Linked DNA regions of Mus musculus: region 1 is linked to region 2. The links are chromatin contacts, called in public promoter capture Hi-C maps. All regions are on one chromosome and are shown on one strand. The core of a region is the stretch at or near the end of the contact, and the rest is flanking DNA. Distances in the headings are between cores, read along the strand shown.

The links. Promoter capture Hi-C pulls out the DNA fragments that hold promoters and counts their contacts.
Region 1: a contact with region 2 is called in a promoter capture Hi-C map of embryonic stem cells, with 7 times the contacts expected there. A contact is called at or near these places in 4 of 39 promoter capture datasets (the HPC-7 cell line, embryonic stem cells and stem cell-derived epiblast-like cells) and 2 of 130 datasets of targeted methods (both in embryonic stem cells).

Annotation. Positions count from the first base shown.
Region 1 is chr19:13,792,305-13,797,625 of GRCm38.p6, reverse strand. It overlaps Olfr1497 (olfactory receptor 1497), which reads left to right and starts at 2,017. Exons shown (of 1, transcript NM_146741.1): 1 at 2,017-2,961. The coding sequence starts at 2,017. The coding sequence ends at 2,961. It also overlaps the pseudogene Gm19218.
Region 2 is chr19:12,497,886-12,503,789 of GRCm38.p6, reverse strand. It overlaps Dtx4 (deltex 4, E3 ubiquitin ligase), which reads left to right and starts at 1,794. Exons shown (of 9, transcript NM_172442.3): 1 at 1,794-2,783. The coding sequence starts at 2,573.

The DNA of each region.
Region 1 (5,321 bases), core at 768-3,267, 1.3 Mb before region 2:
TTTGTTTTTCCCTTTCAAATATGTAGATTCAATATTAAATTACCTTTAGTAGGGGCTTTGAGAATAACCAATCCTCATGGGATTTTGTTAGAAGCTTGTGTTTGCTATCTTGGTTGCAAGGTTAATGCCAGTGTGTGTATGCATGCATTTTTCCATACAGTCTTTATTTCCAGCCAGCTTGAATTATTCCAACAACTGTTTGTTACAAATTCATATTGATGAATTGAAAGCAGAAATGTTTCTACATGCACAGACTCTTGATGATTAATAATAAATTTTTTCTTTTGGATTATACTGTTTTGTTTGTAGACTATAAAATGCTCATTTGGATAAGCATGGTGAAAGAAATTCTCTAGTTACTAAATGTAATTTTATTAAAGAGTATACTGTAAGAAGAAAATACTTTTCAATGAATTAAAGATACTACATACCCTTACGAGGAAATAATGTGGTGTATATTCCTATACTACTGGTGATCAGATAGACCATACAAAATTATCAATTTGATAAGATTTCATTATGTTATTTATAGAAAAATGTTGGTCACACAAAAGTTCTGGGTAATTAGATACAAAATTATACATAAGTATACATTTGTGAGTATTTGGTAGGTATGTATTAACATGTCTTTTGTAATTCACTTGTGTGAAAATAAATGAATCTGAAATTCTCAATATCCTGTTGAGAGCAGACCTTCTCTAGGGTTTGTTGGTGGTGTATGCTACAGAAATGTAGGTTTATAGACACTTAAAACTCTTGGGATGGTAGTGTCTAGGGATCCTAAAGCCTCTCTTTTTCCTTGTGAGATAATATATATGGATCACATTTCTGATTACTTCACATTTTACTTTCACTTGAAAGATGAATTCAATTAGTAATGGAATATTATTATGAAAGTATGTTGCATAGAGTCATACCAGTTATTGAAAGTTAAAATGAACTGAAAGAAAGCTAACAAAAGAAGCTCATTTAAAAATTTAAACAAGACTCTAAGCCTATGTGGGGATTTTAGCTTTCCATTGTCCTACATCTGGTATTTATTTATTTATTTATTTATTTATTTATTTTTCTTTAATCATTTTTATACAGTCCAGTTTTTACTCCCCACCCAGTCTACCCTCTGACTGTTCCATATTCCATAACTCCCACCCTGCCCTGGGTCTCCAAGAGGATGTCCCCACCCTCTCTACCCGACAGACCTCCCCACTCCCTGGGTCTTCAAGTCTCTTGAGGATTAGATGCATCTCTTCTCACTGAGTCAAGACCAAGCAGTCCTCTCCTGTATGTGTATTGGGGGTCTCATATCAGCTAGTGTATGCTGCCTGGTTGGTGACTCAGTGTCTGATCAATCTTGGGGGTCCAGGTTAGATGAGGCTGCTGGTCTACATATAGGGTCACCCTCCTCTTCTGCTTATTCCAGATTTCCCCTAATTTAACCACAGGGGTCACCAGTTTCTGTCTAATGGTTGGGTGTAAATATCTGCATCTGACTCTTTCAGCTGCTTGTTGGAAGGTAGCCATGCTAAGCTCTTGTTTGTGATAGTATCAGGCCCAGGATCTCCCCTTGAACTGGATCCCAATTTGGGCCTGTCAATGGACCTTCTTTCCCTCTGGCTCTTCTCCATTTTTGACCCTGCAGATCTTTCAGACAGGAACAATTAATCAGTGGATCATTTCATAAGCATATGGGTAGATTTGTCTCTTCTGACGGGAAAAATTAAGGTTCAGATTAAGTGTTCCATATAACATCATGTAGCTAGTTGGAGAGCAATTGTACTAGATATGTCCATGGGCCACTTACTCACCATGCCTCCTATAATAGAACTATCCATCACATTTTATCTTACAGTGAGATCTGCATTTCTTTAATTTTTCCTTAGTCTGCAAACTTTGCTGTAGTAAAAGACTACATATCAGAGACTTAATTTACACTCTATTATTTGAAATGACTTATTTTATTGTGAGGTCCTCTTCTTTTCATCTTGTCTTAGCCCTCACAGGTAAACTTCTAGATGGATGGCTGGGAGGAATTACACCTTCGTGACTGAGTTCTTTCTGACTGCATTCACTGAACATCCTGAGTGGGGGCTCCCTCTCTTCCTTTTATTTTTGAGTTTCTACCTCGCTACCCTGCTGGGGAATACAGGAATGATCATTCTAATCCAGAAGAACCGCCGACTTCAAACACCAATGTACTTCTTCCTCAGCCACCTTTCCTTTGTGGACATCTGCTACTCCTCTGTCATCATCCCTCAGATGCTGGCTGTGCTGTGGGAACATGGCTCAACCATTTCTCAAGTTCGCTGTGCAGTTCAATTCTTCCTCTTTACCTTCTTTGCTTCTATTGACTGCTACCTCTTGGCAATCATGGCCTACGACCGCTATGTGGCTGTGTGCCAACCATTGCTTTATGTCACCATCATGACTGAGAAGGCCCGTGTAGGTCTGGTAACTGGGGCATATGTGGCTGGTTTTTCCAGTGGCTTTATTCGGACTGTCACAGCCTTCACTCTTTCATTCTGTGGAAACAATGAGATCAATTTCATATTCTGTGACCTCCCCCCATTGTTAAAACTCGTATGTGGGGACAGCTACATTCAAGAGGTGGTGATAATTGTTTTTGCCATTTTTGTCATGCCTGCTTGCATTGTGGTGATCTCTGTGTCCTATCTGTTTATCATTGTGGCCATTATGCAAATCCGCTCAGCTGGAGGCCGAGCCAAAACTTTCTCTACCTGCACCTCCCACCTCACTGCTGTAGCTCTCTTCTTTGGTACTCTTATCTTCATGTACTTGAGAGATAATACAGATCAGTTCTCGGAGAGGGACAGAGTTGTGTCTGTGTTCTATACAGTGGTGACCCCATTACTGAATCCACTCATCTATAGCCTGAGAAATAAAGAGGTAAAAGAGGCAATTACGAAATCTCTGAGAAGATCAAAGATTTCCAGGGCACCCTAGTTACTTTTCCTTTCCTTTATTTCTACTTTCCTTTATTTCACCTTTTGTTTTATTTTTTTCTGAAACATCACTCATTTTGGCAGGCTTTCTTGAACTCAAAATTGTACTGAAACACCCCATCTTTACTTCTGACCTATTTTTTTTATGTACTTCTTGTCAACATTTGAATTATGAGAATGTTTTATGTGTGTGTTATTTATCTATATTCACAATTGGACAATAGATGACATAAGAACATAATATTTTATTATTACCTGTACATAACAAATAAATCATCAAAAATAAAAACTATTCAGTGCAAATTTATTATATAAATGAATCATTCCCAGGGTTCAAAGATGACCATTGTATTCTAACTTCATCAGCACTTAAGTTTCCTAAAAACTGAGTAGATTAATTCATTTGATAGAATTATATTTTTGACGTTCCAACATATGAGTGGGTCCACACTATGGCTCTGTCTTTCACTAGTATTTACTGAATGCAGTAGATTTCTTGACACAATAAATACATGATAACTAGGCAAAAATATTTGGAGAGCAATCACAAAACTATCTGGACTTACAGGTACTCTGTTTCAAAAGAATTCTCCAAGGTTTATCATTAAGAACTTTGAATATCGCTGCTTCCTTGTTTTGTAGTATTTGAATGATCATAGTGAAATTAAAGTAGTAGTAGTAGTAATAGTAGTAAGTAGTTTTTTAAAAATTATAAATTTACAGGAATTACAAAGTTCTGTCATAGGAATTTTTGTTTTAAATTTTTAGCTGTCTTTGTGAGGTGTGCTGTAGTATTATTGTTCTAGATGTATATGTAAATATGCAACTATACAACTATATAACTGTACACAGATACACTGACACACAGACACACATCATATGCACACACACACACACACACACACACACACAATCATGTGAAAGAACTAATTTATCCACTCAGGGCAAGTGGAAAATTAGAGCTGCTAATCAACTAGGTGTCAAGTTCTTAATTGTTCTTTCTACTTCCTCTAGCTATGATCTATTGCCTCAACTGAATCATACAACCTGGAATTTATTGTTATTTTACTTGCCTTTTCCCCTTTTATCTGGTGAGGAAATATAAAATTTTAACTTGTAGTGGTAGAAGACAGCCCAAAGAACTATTTTTTCCTTTTTAGTTTGAAACTTGCATTACCAAAGATGATTTAAAAGAGTCAATAAAATCAATGAAAACAGAAATTATGTAACTATCACAGCTGAGACAATTTTGTTTTAATTAAGAAACTCTATGGGAGGGACCAGATAAGAAGGATGGTGAATTTGATCTAAATGCACTATAGATATATATATAAAATTTCAAAATAATAAAAAGAACAAAAGATACTAAATTTAAAAATGTATTTTTGATACAAGGACAAACTTATAATGTGCTTATAGTGAGACCAAAATATGACATTTCTAGGTACAGCTTTAGATGAAACAGCTTATGATTCAATTAAATATTTATTGAATAAATGAACCACACTTGTTTTAACCTGAAGGTACAATAACCACCTCAGATTTTCAGGAGCTTTCATAAAAGAACAAAAATAGATGCATTCTGCATTTGCTTTTCTGCACAGGATTGGGATGTACAGCAAGAGAGCTGCATGCTATCCCTCAACTCTTGAGCTTCCTTGAGCTTACATTGCACACCATGCCCCTTCCCTTCTTCTAAAATGAGACATCAGAATTTAAAAGAGTTCCATAGAAACATGTAAGATGCTTTCTCAATTCATTCTGTCCTCATACAGTGGATATTGCACATATGGAAAAATGTAGCATTGGCAAACTTCCCACCAGGAAATATTTCACCACCCGTCAGCTTTTCCTGCATCACTGATTCCTTGTTTTCAGGTGGGAAGAAAGAGCAAAATCTACAGAGAGCATGTGGCATTGTGGATTTGGTAGTTCTCCTTAAATCCCAAGCACCTCACTCCACCTAAAGGCTAGTCATGAACATTAGTTTGATGTTTGCCACAGCAACCTCTTTGCTACTTGTGTTAGGAGTCCAGGCATTGACAGAAACTAGCTGATAATACTGGTGATTCCAACCAAAGTGATGAATACAATGAAAACAGCTCCAAGGATAATCAACACAGTCTCTGAAGAGAAACCTGTACAATGTACCTCATCATTGGGGATTGGAAGAACGGGAGGAGACTCTGATAGGAGAATAAACATGTTCAAAGAAATATCCAGGGCTCCTGAGGCTGATTCCTGGAAAGAACCATTCTTGTGGTGGAGTCTGCCTGCAATCCTTATTACAACACAGCTTTCATAGACTCTTCCACATTAAGCCTGTCAAAGTCTGTGATATCATCTATAATTATGGAGTTA
Region 2 (5,904 bases), core at 545-3,044:
TATTTCTTTAAGTGATTTATTAAAGTCCTTCTTGATGTCCTCTACCATCATCATGAGATATGCTTTTAAATCTAGGTCTAGGTTCTCAGGTGTGTTGGGGTTCCCTGGACTGGGCGAAGTGGGTGTGCTGGGTTCTGGTGATGGTGAGTGGTCTTGGTTCCTGTTAGTAAGATTCCTCCGTTTACCTTTCGCCATCTGGTAATCTCTGGAGTTAGTAGTTATAGTTGACTCTGTTTAGAGATTGTTCTTCTGGTGATTCTGTTACCGTCTATCAGCAGACCTGGGAGACAGATTCTCTCCTCTGAGTTTCAGTGCTCAGAGCACTCTCTGCTGGCAAGCTCTCTTACAGGGAAGGTGCGCAGATATCTTGTATTTGGACCTCCTCCTGGCCGAAGAAGAAGGCCCAAAACAGGACCTTTCTCAGACACTGTGTTGCTTTGGCAGTTCCCAGGTGGTACAGACTCTCACCTAAGCAGACTAAATTCCTAAGTTCCTTGGAGTCCCAGGACCAAGATGGCGACCGCTGCTGCTGTGGCTTAGGCCGCCTCCCCTGCCGGGTGGGCACCTGTCCTCCGGTCCGGAAGGTGGCCAGCTGTCCCCGGCCCACACAGGGTGCTGCCTCAGCGCCTCTGTGCTTCTGCCTGTTCCAGAAGCTGTCAGGTTCTCTGGCGCACCCTCTCACCTGTTCAGACTCACAACTAATTACTATATATTCACTCTCTCTAACAAGTTACCCAGGCGCAAATGTTTTCCTGTGTTGTCATTCATTTCACTTCTACTATACTACCCTGCCGTGTTATCGTGGTAGACACAAGAAGACGGAGTGCAAAAGAGAATGGTCAGAAAGTAAACGTTAGTTCTTTCTACTTCCTGTTTGTCCTGCAAGCAGACAGTTAAATATTTCTTAATACCCACCCACACCTTTCCCCAGTTTAAGTTTCCTCTATCTGGAAATTTCTAGTTTATCTGCTTAGGAGCGGTTTTCTGTTTGTCTCCTCAAATATAAAAGGAGCACATGAAACTATGGAAAAGCCATTCCAAAAAAGATTAACAATCTCATTACCAATATAAGATTGCTCCAAATTCCAGCTTCACTTTGTCAGAACGGATTCATTGTGCAGTTCCACCCACGGAGAAACAAAGTGTGTGTTTTCTGACAAGGTTAATACATAATTCTCTTTAAAATGTCTAACTTAATTCGTTTGGAGACCTGGTCTGGATATGTGGCATGAAATTCTCCATCTTCTTGCTTCTCAAGTGTGGAAGTTGCCCGTGTGATGTACCATGCCAAGCAATAATGTGCAATACAGGCTTCAATCCCCTTAGTCAGAACCCACTTTATATTACTTTCCTCTTTAGCCATTGATGATCAAAATGAGCGAGTCTAGCTTGCGTTTGTTCTGCTGTCTCATGGTTTTATTTACATAGACACTGCAGGATGAATTAGTCTACCTTGTGTCTTCTAACAGAAAAATTGGACAGCAAGAACTTCTTTTCTCTCTATGTAAACGCAGGGAACCCTTGGCACTGGCTCTCGATGGTCACAAGTGTGTGGCCTTTGACCTGCACTTGAGGATTTGGACCAGCAGGGGGCATGGAAGCTCTAGATCGCTGGTGCTAGTGGCCATGGGGCGTGGCTTTTGCATCTTTGATGGACAGCTAGGGAACGGTGCAGACGAGGATGAGGTAATAACGGACAGAACAAGGAGAGCGTGGGGCAATTCCTGTGTGTGTGTGTGTGTGGGTGGGGGGTGTTGCGTGCGTGTGTGGGTGTGGATGTATGTGTGTGTGACAGAGAGAGAGAGAGAGAGAGAGAGAGAGAGAGAGAGAGAGAGAGAGAGAATGCGTATGCATGCACGAGCTGTAGGGAGATGCGAGCCTCTGAGCTCACGCCGCGGACACGGCCGGTGCTGAGCTGAAAACAGACAGACAGACAGTTCCATATTTGAACAGGCTGCAAAGTTGGGTCCTGGCAGTGGCAGCTGGGACCGGGATGGCGCGCGTGCTCTCGAGACTGGGGGACCAGGGAAGCCTCCGCGGGCGCGAGCTCGCCTTGGCGCTCTGCCCGGGAGGGGCGACTCCTCCTGGAGGCCACTGAGCCGAGCCGCAGGGAGGGGGAGCTGTGCCACCGCGGTCGGCTTACTCGAAGCGGAGAGAGGGCGGAGGGCGTGACCGTGCGGCGCGATCCACGCGGGCGCCCGCGGAGCCCGAGGCGCAACTGGTGCGAGGCGGGTGCAGCGTCGCGCTCGGGCCGCGCGCCCCCGGGTGGCTTTGCAAGGCGGGGCGGCGAGTGCGCAGGGCCGGGCCTTTGCATGAAGCCGCTGGACCCCTCGGAGCAGCGGCAGAGGCGGCGGAGCCCGGCGGAGCGCAGTCGGAGACGGGCAGCTCCGGGGTCCGTGTCCCAGTGCCTACGCGGCTGCGGACTCCCCCATGGGCCGCAGCTGAGGCTTCCCGCAGCGGTGGGGCGCAGACCGGGGGGCGCGGTTGAGACCCGGAGGCGGCGGCGCCGGAGGAAGCGCAGAAGGCCGGGCCCGGGAGGTGGGCAGCACCGCGCCGCAACCCCGGGCTCGCCATGCTCCTGGCCTCGGCAGTGGTGGTGTGGGAATGGCTGAACGAACACGGCCGCTGGCGTCCCTACAGCCCAGCCGTGAGTCACCACATCGAGGCGGTGGTGCGCGCTGGTCCCCGCGCCGGGGGCAGCGTGGTGTTGGGCCAGGTGGACAGCCGGCTCGCGCCCTACATCATCGACCTGCAGTCCATGAACCAGTTCCGCCAAGACACGGGTGAGCCATTCACATCTCTTGTCTGTCCCAGGAGCTCCCGCCTCGTGGGTCCGCTGTGATCCACCCAGTGGCCAGCTTTGCTCACTGGTATCAGCTATAGGTGTTGAGGGCAGGTGCTTCTCTTCCCTAGGTCCTCACAGGATTCCAAGACCACCTCCAAGTAAATGTCCTTGCAAGTAGTTTAAAGAGTCTTGATTATACAACCCAGCCTCAGCCTAGCTGCAGGAGAACCCCTTTATGCCCCCATCAGCCCCTAGTAGCCGTTTGTGCAAGAACTCTAGGGTTTTGCAAACCGCCTCCCACCCCCCAAGAAATGCTGACTCTTCAGCAAGACATTACTTGAACCTCTTGGCTCACACCTGCTCACACTTGCTCACACCTCAGTTCACCCTGCTTTGCCTCAGGCACCTTTGGGCCTAACATACACTTGCCCCCACCCCCCACCCCCTTTCAACTTTAATGTCTATATGGCCCTCTTCTAGGGACCCAGCCTTCCCACTGTCAGCTCCTGGGTAAGAGACTTGGGGAGGCAAAGGGATCCCCAGTCTCCAATTACTGTCTATTGTATGAAAGGGCTGGGACAATACTGGGAGAGAGTGGAGCATGGGTTCCAGGACTGGAGCATCCTGGATGTGGTGGCATCCGCAGATGCCTCTGCTTGTACACTCCAAGCACTGAAGCAACAGGCCAGAGCAGATGGAGAGAGGAGGCGGGAGGATTGGGCTCTGGAATGCCTGGCAGGGAAGCTGCTCCCTTTGTCCATAGAGAAGGAGGAGGAGGAGGAGGAGGAGGGACGGAGGGAGGCAGCAAGAGAAGAAGAAAGGCTAAGAAGAAACTGTCCTTAGGTTTTTTGCTTAAAATAGCAAACAGGAGCCACCACTCTGACCTCCCAAGGCACTAAACTCCATAAAAATTAAGTTGCCACTAGGTCTGCCGCAAATCTCGCAGCCGTGTAGCTCTTCCAGATCCTAGCAAGGAAGGGAGCTCTATAGGTTACGTTAGAGTGAGGGTTGGGAGATACTGGAGAGAGAAGAAAAGCAAGGGTGCTGCTCTCTTCTTTGGGTCTAGTTTGTCCCGGCTTAACTGATGACTTGGGACAAGTTTCCGTCTCCATACAGTAATCTCTTCAATTGGGGGGTGGGTGGGGTCATTTCTGGAATTCTGGCTAGCCTGTCCCAAGGGTGTAACTGCAGAGCCTGGAGCAGGTGTGGGGGGGAGGGGGGGGGGGAGAAGAGGAGAAGAGGAGGAGGAGGAGGGCCCTGTGACTCAGGGAACAGCTGCTGGACAGGTCCCCCGTAGCTTCCTAGGAAAGCCTTCACATCCTGTGTGCTAATTGGGATTGTCATGGGAAAGAGGTGCAGTCCCTCACTCTTGTGATCTGTAGTCGTAACTCTGAGCAACCTCTTTGCCAAGAATTGTATGACCATGGCCAATAGAGGAAACCTTTCTGGAGGGGGGAAAAAAGTTCCAGAAGTTTAACATCTGGTTGGCTGGAACTTTGATAGAAAAAGCAGGGAAGAGGAGCTGAGAGACAGAGAAGAAGAGAAAATAAGTAGAAATGTTGGGAGATGGGGAGAAAGGATTAAATGTAACCTCAGAGGAAGAAGGAGATGCCCATTGTGTATTTGGTGGAGGATCTGGAAGTGATGCATGGTAGAGAGTGTGGGGTGGGTGTGGGGGGGGGTGCGGGGGGAGCAGCTGAGCCCTGGAGGTGGGATCAACAGACCACCTGACAGAGTTCCAGGCCTGCTCAAAATAAAACAGCAATTTAGCTCTTCTATTTCAGACTAAATCTGTGCAGCATATGGAGAGCTAGGCTAGTAATGGACTGGCTCCCATCCTCTGCCCCATTGTTAGGAAGTTGGAGGCTTAACCTGTGACTTAATGGGGTTCTCTCAGATGACCATAGATAGACCTAAGAGCATCCATGATGTAGAAGTTGCTCTTGACAGAAGTGAAGTTCTGGAGAACATAGAATGAGTGACAGACTCTCTGTCCCAGGGTCTGGCTGCTAGTAGCACTTGTTGAAGGTCAGGTACCTATTGCCTAGTAGTTATAGCAGGTCACGTGGTGTTGGATCTGCTTCTGTTTTATGTCTGCATCTGAGAATAGCCGTGATCCTAGGCAACTACTCTGCCACTGAGCTGTTTCTTCTGCATCTACACCCCTTCTAAAAAAATATGGTCTAAGTATTTATTCTGGTTGCCCCCAAACTGGCCAGCTACCTGTCTCAGCCCCTCACCCCCAGTGCTAGGATTACAGATGTTCACCACCTCCTCTGGCCTTAATTCTTTTTAAAGATTGCATTTGTGTGTTTCACATTCATACTTCTTTGGTTTCACCCCCTCTTTCCTACATCAAGATCACTTTCCTAGGTATCTACTTCCCCTATGTTGAGTGCTAGGCTAGGGTGCTGAAGGCATGGGGCTAAATTCCTAGAAAGGCTGTGCCTGCCAGAGAGCTTATAAATGAACATTAGAATTCTTTCATGTCAGCTCTGACCGCCTCGTGCTCCCCTTTTCGATGACACAAGAACTCAGTTCCTCTGAACATAGATCATTGATAAAATTATGACATGGAAGGAACTTTAAGCCACCAACTCCCAGGCAACCTCAGCCAAGCCTTGGCAATATTTAATTAAATTACCCATTGTCCCCAAGCGATACTTTAAAGCTGGGAACCAGAAAAATCTCTATAAAGACAGACAAGCTCAAAGTTCCTTGCCTAGCAGCAATCACTCTCTCTCTCTCTCTCTCTCTCTTTGGTTGTCTTGTTTTTATAGGCATTTGACGTGAGAGCTTTCTCTTTTCAGAACTGTATGCTTGGATACCTAGTAAGTCTTAGGTCTCTCCATTCCTTAGAGCTCTTGGCTGCATCCAGACTGTCTCCAGGGAGATGGTTGGGAGGTTGCAGACACCCATGTGCCTGCTTCTGTTTGCCCTGGGTTCTCCTTCCCCAGACTGGAGCTGATTTACATTCTAGGCTAGTTTTCACTAGGCATCTGGGCTGGAGAATATTTAGAAGGTAAGAAGAGAGGCGGGTAGGAACCAGTCTTGGCCATTTCTATAAGCCTTGGTAGAGTCTTCTCCATCCAAAGTTCTCTACTGTCTCTTTTCTTTTG